2 separate regions of the Cyprinus carpio genome follow, and region 1 is linked to region 2. A link is a contact called in public Hi-C data. All regions are on one chromosome and are shown on one strand. Each heading gives the region's core, a stretch centred on a gene start, on an enhancer-like site or on the middle of the called end of the contact. The rest is flanking DNA. Distances are from core to core; before and after follow the strand shown.

The links. A called contact is a pair of places that touch in the nucleus more often than the background predicts.
Region 1: a contact with region 2 is called in a Hi-C map of skeletal muscle, with 6 times the contacts expected there. The contact joins the promoter of LOC109070489 here to the enhancer-like site in region 2. A contact is called at or near these places in 8 of 8 Hi-C or Micro-C datasets (liver, red blood cells and skeletal muscle).

Annotation. Positions count from the first base shown.
Region 1 is chrA23:11,413,476-11,421,079 of ASM1834038v1, forward strand. LOC109070489 (SPRY domain-containing SOCS box protein 1-like) reads right to left here and starts at 2,505. Exons shown (of 4, transcript XM_042713144.1): 1 at 2,280-2,505.
Region 2 is chrA23:11,371,150-11,378,145 of ASM1834038v1, forward strand. It overlaps LOC109110193 (rap1 GTPase-activating protein 1-like), which reads left to right. Exons shown (of 26, transcript XM_042713137.1): 26 at 1-1,597. Among protein-coding and RNA genes, the nearest start is that of LOC109070489, 41 kb to the right of the region's middle. Within about 2 kb of position 2,307, at least 2 of the 8 cell types and tissues checked have an H3K27ac peak or open chromatin away from gene starts, as enhancers often do. A contact at or near this core is called in skeletal muscle, where this site is marked.

The DNA.
Region 1 (7,604 bases), core at 1,255-3,754, 43 kb after region 2:
GCTGCACTGAAACTGCAATTTGGACCTTCAACCCGTTGGTTCCCATTGCAGTCCATTATATGGTGAAAAATCCTGGAATGTTTTCCTCAAAAACCTTAATTTCTTTGCGACTGAAGACACAAAGACAAACATCTTGGATGACATGGAGATGAGTAAATTCAGGATTTTTTTTATTCTGGAAGTTAACTAATCCTTTAAGATAATTTAAAAATTCTTCTTGAGTTCTTCCTGAAAAACATGTTCTTTAAAGAAACAATACACTAACCTGAAGAACCTTTAAATGTATCAAGAGCTTTTTATTCGCACAACGATTCTTGATAAAATAAGGGCCTATGAACCACAGAAGAACCTTTAGTTTTAATGGTTTCATCTCTTAACCCTTAAAAAGCCAGGCCATACCACATTAATTAACCCAACCCAGACAAGCAGTCTTAAGGCCAGGACACACCAAGCCGACGGTCGGCGACGGCAAGCTAGTTTGTTTGGTATGTTCCACTCGTCGGCTCTCATAGGTCTCACGTCGGCGGTAGTTTGCAGTGTAGATACAGAAGGCTGTTTAAAATGTTTTGGATCTTTCCCAAACATTCTAATACCTAAATGTTTTCATAACAACATGAGCCACTTAAAATGACTAAAGTTATCAACATTACTGATAATCAAAATGGTGTGTCCTGGCCTTTAGTGAATGGGAAGGAGAGCAAATCACACTTAAACATATTAACTTTCAACATTTGCACTGTTGTAATCCAGGTCAGTTCAGTAGGATATCCTCTACAGCACCGAGTCAGAGGAGTTACCTGTAATACAGTCCTACAAACATCTGTGTGCAGTCGGGAGCATTTACTGTAGTACAGACACTGTTAACTCAAATCAGTCCTACGGTTCTTGCAAACACAAAGGCAAGATTAATCTGCCTTGAATACATCAACCAGAGTAATCGGACATTAAATAGATCAAACACAGAGCTGATGTCTCTGCGGGTCATCTCAACACCCATTGACGAGAAACCCCTTACAAACCTAAGTTACCATTAACCAATGTTTCCACTGAAATACTTGCTAAACTAAAATTTGAGTTGCAGCAATAAAACTAACTTCATATTTATGGCAGTGATATGGCAAAAGAAAATAAATGACAGTGACAAAGACACTGACAGGAAGACTTCTGTATCTTTAAATATAAAACGCGAGATATTTTATTAAAGAACTGCTTAAAAAAAAAGAAGTTAAAATTGAGTCATTTAGATTTAGACAAAAATTTAACAGTTATTTATCTTTTCGGCAAAAAGAAGCCAAAGCATTATTTGCTTATTATCAAGCAACACAGATCAAAGTCCGGCCTGTTACATCAGTTGACTGGAGCGGGACAAAGATTTCCCCTTTCCCCTCAAAGCTTTCTGAAGTCACTCCGCTTCAAATCCACTCCATGTTTTTAAGTTTCCAGCTCGGAGAGCTCTGGGGTGAGTGAAAAAAAAAACAGCAATGCTAATCTCAAAGGCCCACTCCCAGCTGCAGGTAAATGCAAATGATTCCACTTATTTTACAAAAGAACAAATTACTTCTAAATTGACAGTGCTGCTATTAATTAGCACTCTTAGAACACCAAACAAATAACTTAAAACAGGCCTAATAGTAGTGAGTATACAAATCCTAAATAGACGATGACGTCGTCTTCACTTATCATACAAGTAGAGATAGCTTAACACAAATGCCTCCAGACCAAATGCAATAGGTCTTTAAGACCTTAAACCGAAAGTAAAGCCTCTCCAGCATTGTCTGGGACAAACGTCTTTACTGTCGTGGAGTACAAGTTGAAACGGCTACAAGCACAATTCTCATGTACACACACCAAAGTAATTAGTGCATTGCGACTAACGTTACCTGGCCTTTCGCAGAGAGGTTAAATGCAAGCAACGAACAAAATAATCAGCCACAAATCTCCTGATGCTGCCAAACTAGTGTTTGAAACTATTAAATGTAGGTCCACGAGACATCTTTGTCGGTTTAAGAATCCATTTCAGACTCGTTACAAACGCAGGAAGTGGTTGTTGCTTGGTGTATGTTAATTCATTATTTACACTGAGATGCAATAGGAAACGTGCCACAGTCTAGCGCGTTTATATCGCATTTCCCGTTTTATAACTTCGGCTTGTTGAATGAGCGCGTCGACTGGATGTTTGTATTGGGAAAGCTTGGGAAACCGCGACTGTGTGCATGTGAACACACAACAAAGAAAAAAGACAGACAAATGTGTTAAACCGTAATTATTTCAGACCGTACCTGCAACTGATACATACCGGGAAATAAACCATGGGCGAAGGAGTGGAGCGAGTGTTCCTTTCAGTCGGTATTCCCGTGCAAATCCATGACTAGTCTATTATCTCCTCTCTATGTCTTTTTAGCACAGGCTTGTATTGGGTGAAATGATGGCTGCTAACAGCGATAGAAACGTCTATTCAGTCACGTGGTCAAATAGCTTCCAGCTGCTGCTGAACGTCCCTCCCAATTGAGCTGAGTTGTTGTTTAGCACATTTCCCCTGATAAACCCTGCTAATTGTGGACTACATATTGATGGCATAATCACCCTCTATGTGCATGCCAGATATATATTTAGGCGCTAGAACTTTCTTTCATTTTTATTTTAATTTACCATCTTTGTAGTCCTAATAGTTAGCAAAGCAAACGCAATTGTTTTATTTATGAGCCACTGACTCACCCTTTATTATTAAAGTGAATTGAATATGAACCATATTGGTATTTTAGGTCTCTTTGTAGACGTATTACCCAGTATTGGTGTATCTCTCTCTTTTAATGGAAAAAAAAAATGGTCAGAAATGGCCAAAAATATACATTTATATATAATATATAAGTAGACATGTTTAATGTGCCCTGTAGCAAGTACCCCTGTTTATTAATTATCTCAAATTTGATATATTTCATAATTTTTTTTTTTATTATTCTAGGGCTTTACAGCTACTTTAATGTAGTATTTATATTACTTTCATTTTTTTTTTCCAGAGGTAAATATTGCCTTTTAATAAATAGTGATTTTCTGACAGCTTATTTAGGCAAAAGTAGTGATTGATTTATATTGCTTTCCAGTGACCCCCAATCTTGAATGCTTGGTCACATCCTCTTTTTCGATTCACAGTAATGTCTGCAATTTCATATTCACTTTCAGACTGACTGCACTTCGACCTAGAAGTTGTTGCACCCTTTTGTGTGATGACTGCATTTCCATTGAAGACACTGATTCATGTGGCTCCTCTCTATGTGACTCAACAGAGAATGAGGCATCTTGGCAACCCAAACTGTCTGGAGACACATAATAACTCCTCCATAGACCTTACACAATGTATCACTCCTCCTGAGCCCATCTCTGTGGTCGCTAGTTTTCTCAAACCATTCTGTTATAGGGTGGAGTAGATATTTTCCCTCTGATGTAGACTTCAGTGACAGCGAAGAGGTAAGCAGTGATGGTAGAAAGAAATAGCAAGTTATATTAAACTAGCTAAGAATCACATTCTTGCCTTAACCATATTACCATTGGCACTGAGGGACTTGTGAAGTATTTTACTGTCCCCTTGTGTTCACTCTGATTACTCACAAATTCAAAGCGTCTTTGACATGCCTAGAACAATCACATAACAGAAAGGCATATTATTTACCAACAGAATCCAAGATCTTACAAATCCTTTTGTTTCCTTATTGTTTTATTGGCCTTTCTTGCACTGGTTTACATTGGCTTTGCTTCTCAGTAGTTTTCAACCTTCTCAGTACCGGGATCTCATGGACCTTCAGTGTAAAAAAGCTAGATTTTCTCAGAAATACTTTCAAATTTTTATTAAAAACATTAAAGCAATTGTTAACCCAAAATTGAACATTGAGAAATTCAGCATTGCATCACTTGCTCACCAGTGGATCCTCTGCAGTGAATGGGTGCCGTCAGAATGAGAGTCCAGACAGCGTATGAAAACACCACTATGATCCACAAGTAATCCACACACATTAAGGCATTGTTTAACTTCAGATAATTTCTTCTGGCTAGATTAGAGCATGATATTGCCTTCTCCAGTAAAAAGAAAAAAATATGTCTGATTCATGAGAGAAATATGCACAAATCATGTGCAAGTGAACACAGGTAAAAAACAGTTCTAAACAAATATTTAAATGGATTTTGATGTAAGAGAACAAGAGAGGATGGATTTTTTATTACTGGAGGAAGCTATAATAAATTATGGACTGATGTGTTGCTGTTAAAATGTCTTAATGATGCATTTGTGTCTTATAAACATGCAGCTTTTTCCTTCACATAATGTTAGTTGATGGACTGGAGTCATGTGATTCACTTCTGGATTATTGTGATGTTTTTCTCAGCTGATTGCACTCTCATTCTGGCGGCACCCATTCACTGCAGAGGATCCATTGGTGAGCAAGTAATGTATGCTTTCTCCAAATCTGTTACAGTGAAGAAACAAAATCATTTACATCCTTGATGGCCTGAGGGGTGAGCAAATTTACAATTTTATAAAATTTACAATTTTGGGTGAACTATTCCTTTAACGAACATTACATAATAGATATAGATATGTTTAAAGTTGGACGATATACACTAGAAATGTATTTAAAATTAAGGTTTATTATGTGGTTTTATTTTAAACATCTACTTGGACCCCATGGAGCACTTTCAGGGATCCCTAGTTGACCACTCTGGGTTTAGTTGTTTAAGATTTACATGATTAGCCTCAGTTCTTCATGCCAGACCAAGTGTGTTTCAATAAGGCTGAATAATGGCAAGCATACTGAAGTTGCACAATACCACTGACTGTTTTTGTTTAGCCAGACAACCTCTAAGAGCCACTGCTACCTTTCACATGAGAAAAAGCAAACACATTCGTCTTAGCTCTTTGTTTCTTGCTCGGAAAGCCACACTATCCGTATATAAAACTAAATAAATGTCACAAACAGTCAGGCTTGGACTCCAGTGGAAAAAGTTACTGTGTACTTTCTAAGAATTATGCTGCCAACTGTGGAAAAGGATTACACAGTTACAGTTAAAATATTTAGGAGACTATTACTTTTAAATCAGCCAAACAAGTGTTAAAATGGTTATACATGATATACAGAATCCTCCCTAAAACTATTGTTGCATAACAGTTTCTCTCATACACAGAAAAGCACATTTTTTATCTTTTAAAACCAGCTCTGTTGTATTTATATACCATTGCAGTTTGGTTTCCTTTTCTACCAGCAGCAACAAACAAGTGCTTGATTCTGAGGGACTCACCTGCTATGTTTCCTCACCAAAGCTCCAAACATCTCTGCACAGGCACCTCATTCTTTTCAGGAACTGGAACTGAGAACAGGAATGTGAGCATGGGTTGCGTGTCATAAGGAAAAGGAAATTTACTGTGAGCTAATCCCACCGTCACAAAACACTCTGACACATTTACTCTCTCTATGCACTGAGTCATTCTTACAGCAGGCTGGGTAAACTTTCTCCAGCACAGATGCTGTTTATTTCATATGGAAGCCATAAGTGAGGCCATGCTGTGAAATGAAGGACTGGCATACTGGTGAATGGATATTTCACTTTGTTGGCACAGCAGTAGTATACTGAAAAACAGGCTGATATTTTTTTTTCAGACTTAAGAGTTTTAGTTTGGACTGAAGTATTTGCTTGTGTAGTTTTAAATTGTTGTGCTGGTTTTTGCATATATTAGCGCTTATTGTCTTTACAAAAGATTGCTGTTAAGAGCTCAGCTAAAACTCAAATTTGGTCAGGAACATATGCACGTTTTTGCATTTAAGTGAAATATATGGGCTTCATTGTTTTCCTTTATCCTAATAAGCTACAGTGCAGTCTAGGCCTCATTTTTACAGGCTGATTATTTGCTTAATGTTACTACTAGGTTTTGACATTCAAAGCAGCTTTGGAAGGTGAATGGAGGTGGTGCGGAAAAAGGAGAATTTGTTATATTTAATTTTGTTAAGATTAGTCAAAATCATTGTTCTTATGATTGTCGTTATGAATGAACTCTTGAGCTACAGAACAATAATGCACTGTGATGGCTTAAGACAGAATAAATTAGGGAAAGACAGCCCTTTCCTGCCACCTTGTGTTTAGAGTTGCATGGCACAACTGCAGGAAGCCTTCAAATATATTCTTAAATGTCCTGAGAAAATATGAAAGAAGCGCAGACAGTAAATGGGTTTTTTAGGTAACAGATTTGCCGTGCTAAAATTCATATAATGTAGAAATATTTAATTAAATCACTTTATCTGATTATTAATGAATGATTTTTTTAGTTTAATAGATTTTATAAAACTATTATAATTTATAAAAAAAAAACTGAAATATTTTATCATGTTATATTTTGTTATATTTATGTACATAAATGTATTAGTATATAGTTTGTGTAAAAGCTGGTAATCGTGTTATGCAGCATGATTCGAGATTGATCCAAAAAGCATCTTTAAAGTGCTTTAATTGAAATGAGAACATTTATTTTCTGCCATAAGATTTCTTTAATATTACTTTGTTCAAAATCATAAATCTTTCTGTTCATTTCCAAGTTTGAATTAGGTTATAAATCACTTTTCACTTTTGTGAACATTTGAACCAAAATTTCTTTGTTTTTATACGCATTAATTTGCTGATCAGATTTCTGCTTGAGCATTTTTCAGGAATAGTTTTCAGCATTTGGCATATGTAATTTCCTTAAATGCTAACTGCTCTTATTTGTCAGTCATCCTTTATGATCAGATGAAAGGTTGTGTGGTTTTGAAGGTTATATGGCTCGTTTTACACTTCTGGCTGAGAGAGAGTCCTGAATTAAATTACCCAGCACTCAGCTGTCTCTCAGTGAAATTCACATTTTCCTGTGCAGTGTTAGCACAATATGCTGAAGATGCTGATTACTGCCGGTGAGCATGCAGACACTGCTGTGAGCGGGCAGCTTACATCTTCTCTTTTTCGCTAACCTTTTAAAACCAGTAATTTCAAGCTAATCAATACACAGTCCCACCAGGCAACCTGCAAATCACTCCCCCTCTATAGCAGAGCATGTGTGGCTGACAGCGGGTTTGACAGCCCATAGTAAACTATCAACCCCAGAACCGGAGAAGATAGCTCATAGTAAAAAAGCTTTTGTCATTCACATTGTGGAGTTACAGATGCTTTTCTTTAGATGTGCTAGGAGTGTTTGAGTATAACATGATGAAACCCAGTTTTAAAAATCAATCTGCTTTGTTTATTAAACAAAAATATATAGAGATATTCATTCATATTAATGCTGTAAAAATATTTTTAAATCCTTACTATTGCTTGTTTTCTAGTAAAATATACTTTATGTACTTGAGAAGTACATTTATTTTGAATTAAACAAATTAACTGTTTCTCTTGTTCTTAGCATAAGCCTCACTAAATTTAGTTAGATTTATGCTTAAAAAGAATTCAAACAGTCACTGAATACAAGTTTGCTCAGTTAAAATTCTTACCTAATTTAAAACAAAAGCAAAATGATCTTGATAATACATTTTCTGAGAATATATCCGAAATTTAAAAAAAAAAACCCTTTAAGCTTTGTTTTTCTTGTTTTAAGC
Region 2 (6,996 bases), core at 1,057-3,556:
TATCTGCCATTATCCCTTGTGCATGGGAGAAATAGGGAATTATATAATGAGTGTAAGTCAATGAAAATGTTCACATTTGATTAGCATCAAAACATGACTGTTTTAAGAAGTGTGACAGAAGCCCTCTAATTATATAATATTAGACATTGGAAATGCTTTACCTTACCCTCAAACAGATAAGAAGTTCAGCCATGTCAGTGTTACAACAACAGTGAGTTAACATACTAATTCAGTTTAGTTTCCTGACCAGCTAACCAAGCAGGACTAACCGTAAGTTATGCTTTATGCTTAGCTTTGTTTCACCAATTCGACATGTTGATTATTTATCTGTTTGCCAATCAAGCAGCTCATGATCAGGGCTGCAGGGTCTCGAGTTTTGTTTCTTATAGTGACTCTTTTTTTCCAAACTTACTAAAAATCTAAAAAATCCTAGTGGAGATCATTTTCCTTATGTTGACTCATTTCAGTCTGGCTCTTCTTTGCTTTGTGTTTGAACGTACAGATGGTTTGATGTCTGAACTGTGTGCCAAGGTGACAGTCCTCTTTTAAAAACTCAGTCTAGACAGGACTTTTGAGTTAAAACAAATGTGCTGTTGCTAATCTATAAACCAATCGTTAATGCCAAAAATCAGTCAATATGATGTTTGCTCTTTGTTAAAGGCAAAAAGCATTAAATGAAGCTTAAATATGGCAGAGTGGTTCGAGGTTGCCTTACTGTAAGTGTCCAAATATATGAAGGGAAAAGCTTAGCAGAATTTTTTGTAACCTATTTATGATAAATGATTGGCCTTGGTGGCTTCAATTAAACTAGTCCTCATTGCTGATCCATGTTTGTTTTATACATTTCCCATAACTGATCCGTCCTCATGATACATCAGACATTGGCTGTCTGAAATCTGAAAAATGCTTTGCAGGATCATGTGGCACTGAAGACTAGCACAACTGCTGCTGAAAATTCAGCTTTGCCTTATTAGCTTATTTGAAAAAAACAAAATAATATGTGTCTGAAAGCAGTTTCATTATGCCTGTGATGTTTTAGACTGATTAGGCAGCTGCCTGAGGTTTTGGACTCTGCCACTGTGAGATGTTGCATAAAAAAAATAAAAAAAAAATATTTGGGTTTTTTATTTATATTTTTATTTTCTGTTTTATACCGCACTAAAAGGCTGTACATCATCACAATAACTACAGGGAATTACTAACACACTAAATACAACCCCTAGAGGTCATGGGATCAGTTGCGTACCAATAAAAATGTTGGAAATATGGTTTTAGTCAGCTTTTGTTTGCGCTGCGCAGGGTTTCTGTGCCCCCTTGTGGTGAGTTATGATTCTAGCACCGTTCATTTGCAGTGTCCATGTACATGACTGTAATTGCTGTTCCTGTACAGAAGTCAAATTTGTCTTGGAAATAAAAGATGCAGCACAAAATCCTTGCTGATGACAGGGTTTACATTTTTAGATGTTGTTATGCTTTCCTTTTAGCTGCTGCTTCTGTGACCTTTTCCTGTGCAATCATCATTGTAAATACTGCTTTTTTTGTACATACTGCCCAAGAAATCTGAAACAAATAAACTTGAGTGTGATATTTCATGGAACATACATGTCTAGTTTCTGCTTTTCAAATTTATATAGCATACTGTATGTATGAGGAATTATGCATGTGATTTTTGTGTGGCCTACTGGCTCTAATTAACTTGCAAGTGCATTTCCACACCAGCAGAGGGCAACATTTACATAATTCAAAACATCATTTCAGTAAATAAATTCTTTCAAATGCAGGTGCTGAAAACATAAAGTAATTCATAACCCATGTAAAATAAAACAATTAAAATTAAAATAGAAATAGAAAGTGATAGAAAATACAGTTTGGACCATATAAAAAACATTACGTCTATGGAGAGTCCCCGTAAACCACAAATGCAAGTGTGTGTGTGTGTGTGTGTGTGTGTGTGTGTGTGTGTGTGTGTGTTTGTGTGTGTTTTCAGGGCTGTCAAAGTTTTTGTGTTCACTAAATAATTTAACAGATTTGATATTATTGGCTACCAAGCCTAATAGTAAGAAAAAAAAGCTATGCTGTCAAAACAATACTAAAATAACATTGCATCATAGAGGATACTTTCACTTTGATACACAGTATCTACAGTGAATGAATACTTCAATATGTCCACTATGTGTGCACAAGGTCAGAGGTGGGATGATGATGTGGACAGATGTCAGACACAGCTGGTAAGGTGTGAGGGTGGCCATGAATCAGAGTTTGGAGGAGACACATTCTCACTTCCAGCTCTTGTAAAGCAGTGCTGTTCTCCCAACCCCCCAACTGTGAAAAGTTCCCAGGGTCAGAACACAGACTTACGAGCAGCGCCTGTCAACACGGCTCTGATGACTAGAGCTGATGACAGTTTAGAAAGAGAACAGTGGAATAAAAGCAGCATGATTCTGCACTTATTTTCCCTTTTGCACTGGCAGTGTATTATGCTGATTCCTTAAACTTTGTAAAACTAGACTCAGCGTGATGTTTTCTGTTTATAATATGCATACCAGTGAACAGCACAAACTGGTGCAAATCACATGATCACATATCACATGATATACTATTTGAGTTCAGTACATTCCTCGATTACATATTTCTCATACTGTCACAGAAAGGCCAGACTGCCCATCTACATTACATCTTCCAAACCTGTTAACCCTGTTATGACGTGATCTCCTGGTACATGTAAAACTAATAACCCCAGCTGGTTTTCTCTCTAGGTTTGACCCTTACTTACAGGAATATCGTGGGTTCAGCAAGAGTTATGCTCAGTCAACAGCATTTGTGGCATAATATTGATTACAAAAATATATTTATTTCAACTTGTTTTCGAGGTTAAAGTGAGGCACAACACAGTACAATTTTGAGGATTTAAAAGCAGAAAGGAGAAACTTAATATATTAAAAAGTACTTTTACATATGTTTTAGGATTTTACATTGTCATGGCAACATAGTATATCAGGCATATCATTACAGAAAAGGTTCAAATGTAATATTTTCATGCTAAAATCATGCTAAGACATATTTGTTTACATTTTGTGGCTGTTTTAGAGTTAATATTTTAATATTTTTTGAGGTTACAGTGAGGCCCTTACAATGAAAGTGAATGGGACCACTCTGTGACAAGTCTAAATAAATATTAAATAAATAAACATATTTATACTGATACTGACACTCAAGTGGAAATTAATTTTTAGTAGAAATCAACATGCTATGCTACAAATACTGATAATTGAGCTAAAGTTGTATTGAACCTGGAATTTAGTGTGAAAATTTTACTGTGTAAAAACCTTTTCTGTGTAAATTTATACTTCATTGCCATGACATTTTAACACTTACAATCATACAACATTAAAATTATTTATACATCATTGCAAATCCAATAATGTGAATGTTTTGACAGAAAATACATTTTCAAGCTTCACATTTCTGTTTTTAACTCACTGAACGTTGAAAACAAGAACAAGTCAAAACGAATCAATGTTTTTTTGAGGTGATCAGCATTATGCTACAAATGATGTCAACTGAGCTTAACTTGTATTGAACCTGAAATATTCCTTTAATATTCCTTTACTCCACTTCTTTTAGTTGGCCAAAGAAAATAGATTGACTGCCTTGTAGATCCTGTTTTGTCCACAGAGTATGGATATCACACAGTTGCAAGCAAAAAAGGGAGAGCTGTTACATACGTTGTGTTGGCATGTGTGTTTAGGCAGAGAACTGCAGGTTTGAGTCCATGTGTTTGGAGTGTAGATGTGCAGCGTGAGCAGCTGGCCGTGAGTGTGAAGAGACTGTGCAGGATGGAGCCGATCATTTCACACTTTGTCACATAATATGATGAATAATTCACACTGCTTTCATCAGCCCTCATTTAATGGCTCGTTTTTCCCCTCACACCCATGAAATCCTTGCTCACACACTCTTCAACGCCTCGCAGAGTCTGGAGGACTATCGAGGCTAATTAAGTGGCTTTTTACATCCTTTAAAATGTTTAGTTTTCATCACAATATCATTTTGCTTCTCACTTTACCATAAGAGGGTTTAAGCTGACACAGAGGTCCTCTGTTTAAACCAACAACTGATCTCTTCAGTTTAACCATGATTTGCATTCACTGATAACATATATATATATATTAATATATATAGATTATTAGACGTTTTACAAGACAATACTATTTCAAGCTGTATTTATTTTATATATATATATATATATATATATATATATATATATATATATATATATATATATTATATATATAGATTATTATACGTTTTACAAGACATACTATTTCAAGCTGTTTTATTTATTATAGACAATGTGTGTGTGTGTGTGTGTGTGTGTGTGAAGAAGAACGTTTCCATGTGGTCTGTGCAATAGTAAAGTCTGAGCTGAAGTGGACACGTAACTGAGTGCACGGACATGGAAAGACATTCCAGGAACCACATGGACAAAATAGCATGTAACTTTACACAGCTGATGGAAGGGTATATTATAGCAGTCAAAATATACATAAAAATAACTTCTAGCCAACTGTGTGAGAGACAGAATCTGATGATGTGGGCAGAGTTTGCAGTTACAAATAGACCAGTCTGATAAAATGATGTACTCGAAATGCCAAGGTCTTTGCACAGACGTCAGTGGGATGGACAGGATGGTCTTACAAGAATATGACGTAGAGGACCGTACTGGAAGTTCCAAAGACAGTAAGTGCCAGGCGATCAAGGCTTAGCTGGTTAGCATGGCCCTGTAAAGTTTTTGAAGTCTATAAAGCTCAACAAGGTTCCATTTATTTTTACAGTTAAATCAGTAATATTGTGAATTTTATAGTTTAGGATCATTTTACAGTTAGGATCATGATGCAAAGCTGAATTTTCAGGAGTCATTACTCCAGTCTTCAGTGTCACATGATCCTCACATGAGAAGTCATTCTAAAAAGCTGAATTTCTGCTCAAGAAACATTTTTATTATTATCAGTGTTGAAAACAGTTGTGTTACTTAAAAGTTTTCAGAAACCATGATAAAAAAAAAAAAATCAGGATTCTATTGTAAATAGATAGTTTAAAAGAACATTATAAGTGTCTTTTTATGACTTTAGGTCACTTCAATGCATCATTGCCGAATAAAAGTATTAATGTATTTTTTTTTTTTAAAAAAGTCTTACTGACAGTAAATCTTTGAATTGTTGTGTACAATTATTTACAAAAATTTACTATGTTTTAATTATTATTTTTTTTTATTTAAGTAGAATTATTTATATATTAACTAATTTAACTTTAATTATTTTTATTTAATTATTATTTTATTAAATTTGTAATTAATTTATTATATTTTTGGCAATTATGCAGGGGAAAGCATGTTTCAATACTGATGGCTTTTCAATAGTAAATGCATACTCTGGCAATAATATTAATTAATTAATTAATTAATTAGTGATGTCACAAACCCAGGAAGAAGCTCGTTGTAGTCCCTATCAGCCTGTGTGTGTGTGTGTGTGTGTGTGTGTGTGTGTGTATTCCTTAAATAGTGATTTCTTCAAAAGAAAATATCTCCCGTTGCATAGAACTTTGTGCATCGTAACTTTGCAGACATTGTTTATGCTCTAACAGCAACATTACACACAATTTAAAAAAGTGAAATCATAATCAACCACACCTTTAATATCAAACAGCTTTGAATAAGTAATGAAGAGCCCACCCACACTGTCTCATCAGAGTTTACAGATTACACAGCCCCCACTGACTTTGACTTCAACCCAGTGTGTTGTTAACCTTCATGTTCACCTCTCTCACAAAGCACTTTTCAGAACATCTGGCTGAGATTTTCTCCTTATTTCTTCCATTTGGGCAGCATTCAGCAATGTCCACCTCACTTTAGCTCAGGTGCAGGCTTCCTTATTTGACACATGCTCAAATTAGAGAACGTCTAGACGCCATCCATACTGTTTGCATGACAGGTAGGAAAAGCTTGCCATTTTACGGAAGGGAGAGCTGTTGTGGTTTGTGTGCCACTAACGACACAGGGAGTGTCTGGAGGTTTAGACAAGATTGTCCACACTAAACCCCCAACAAAAGCAATGCTTCCCTGCCCCCTTCTTGCAGGTCAAGAGTTCCTCTGTCCAAGAATCTTGGCCCCTCTTGTATTTGTCTCTGTGCATGAATATCAGGTTGGCGGCTGTGAAATTTGAAAACCATTCCCTTGAACATTACAGACTAAACTCAGCGTCTAAGTCTCAACCTCCGACAGGAAAATACATCATACTTTCACAGCGGCTGAGGTGACTTTGAAGTAAATCAACCCTCCATTACAGAGGAAGGGGAGAGGGGTTAAACGCACATCTTTTTAAACCTCCACACAGTGTGTTATAAAACCTCACACAAAGATGTGATACTGTTGATTTCAATGTGAGCTTCACAAAATGAAAATATATTTGGTAACACTTTACAATAAAATTAAATCTGTTAACATTAAAGAGGTAGTCATTTACTCACCCTCCACTTGTTCCAAACCTGTATGAGTTTCTTTCCTCTGCTGAACACAAAAGAAGCTATTTTCTGGTAACATTTGATTGTAGCCATTGACTTCCACAGTATTTTTTCCATATTATGGAAGTCAGTGGCTACTGTCAACTCTTTGGTTATCAAAGAGTATTTATTAACATTTACTACTCTAGATTAATGTTAATTTCTACATACAAATTTTTGGCATTTCAAGTAAAAATATATGTTATTATGAATAAACGAACAATAGTATAACAAATTTATCAGTATCTTACTTATAATACAATATATAAGTGTTTGTCGAGGCTTTTGTAACAAACACAACATGCTACGTCTATTATCCAATATGTATTTCTATTTGTCTGAGTTAAGAGAGGAATGCTTTGCCATTGCAGTGTCCTCTCAATTACACCGGAGAATTAATAGACATGAGATCAGCGTATAAAAGTGTTTGTCCATTCA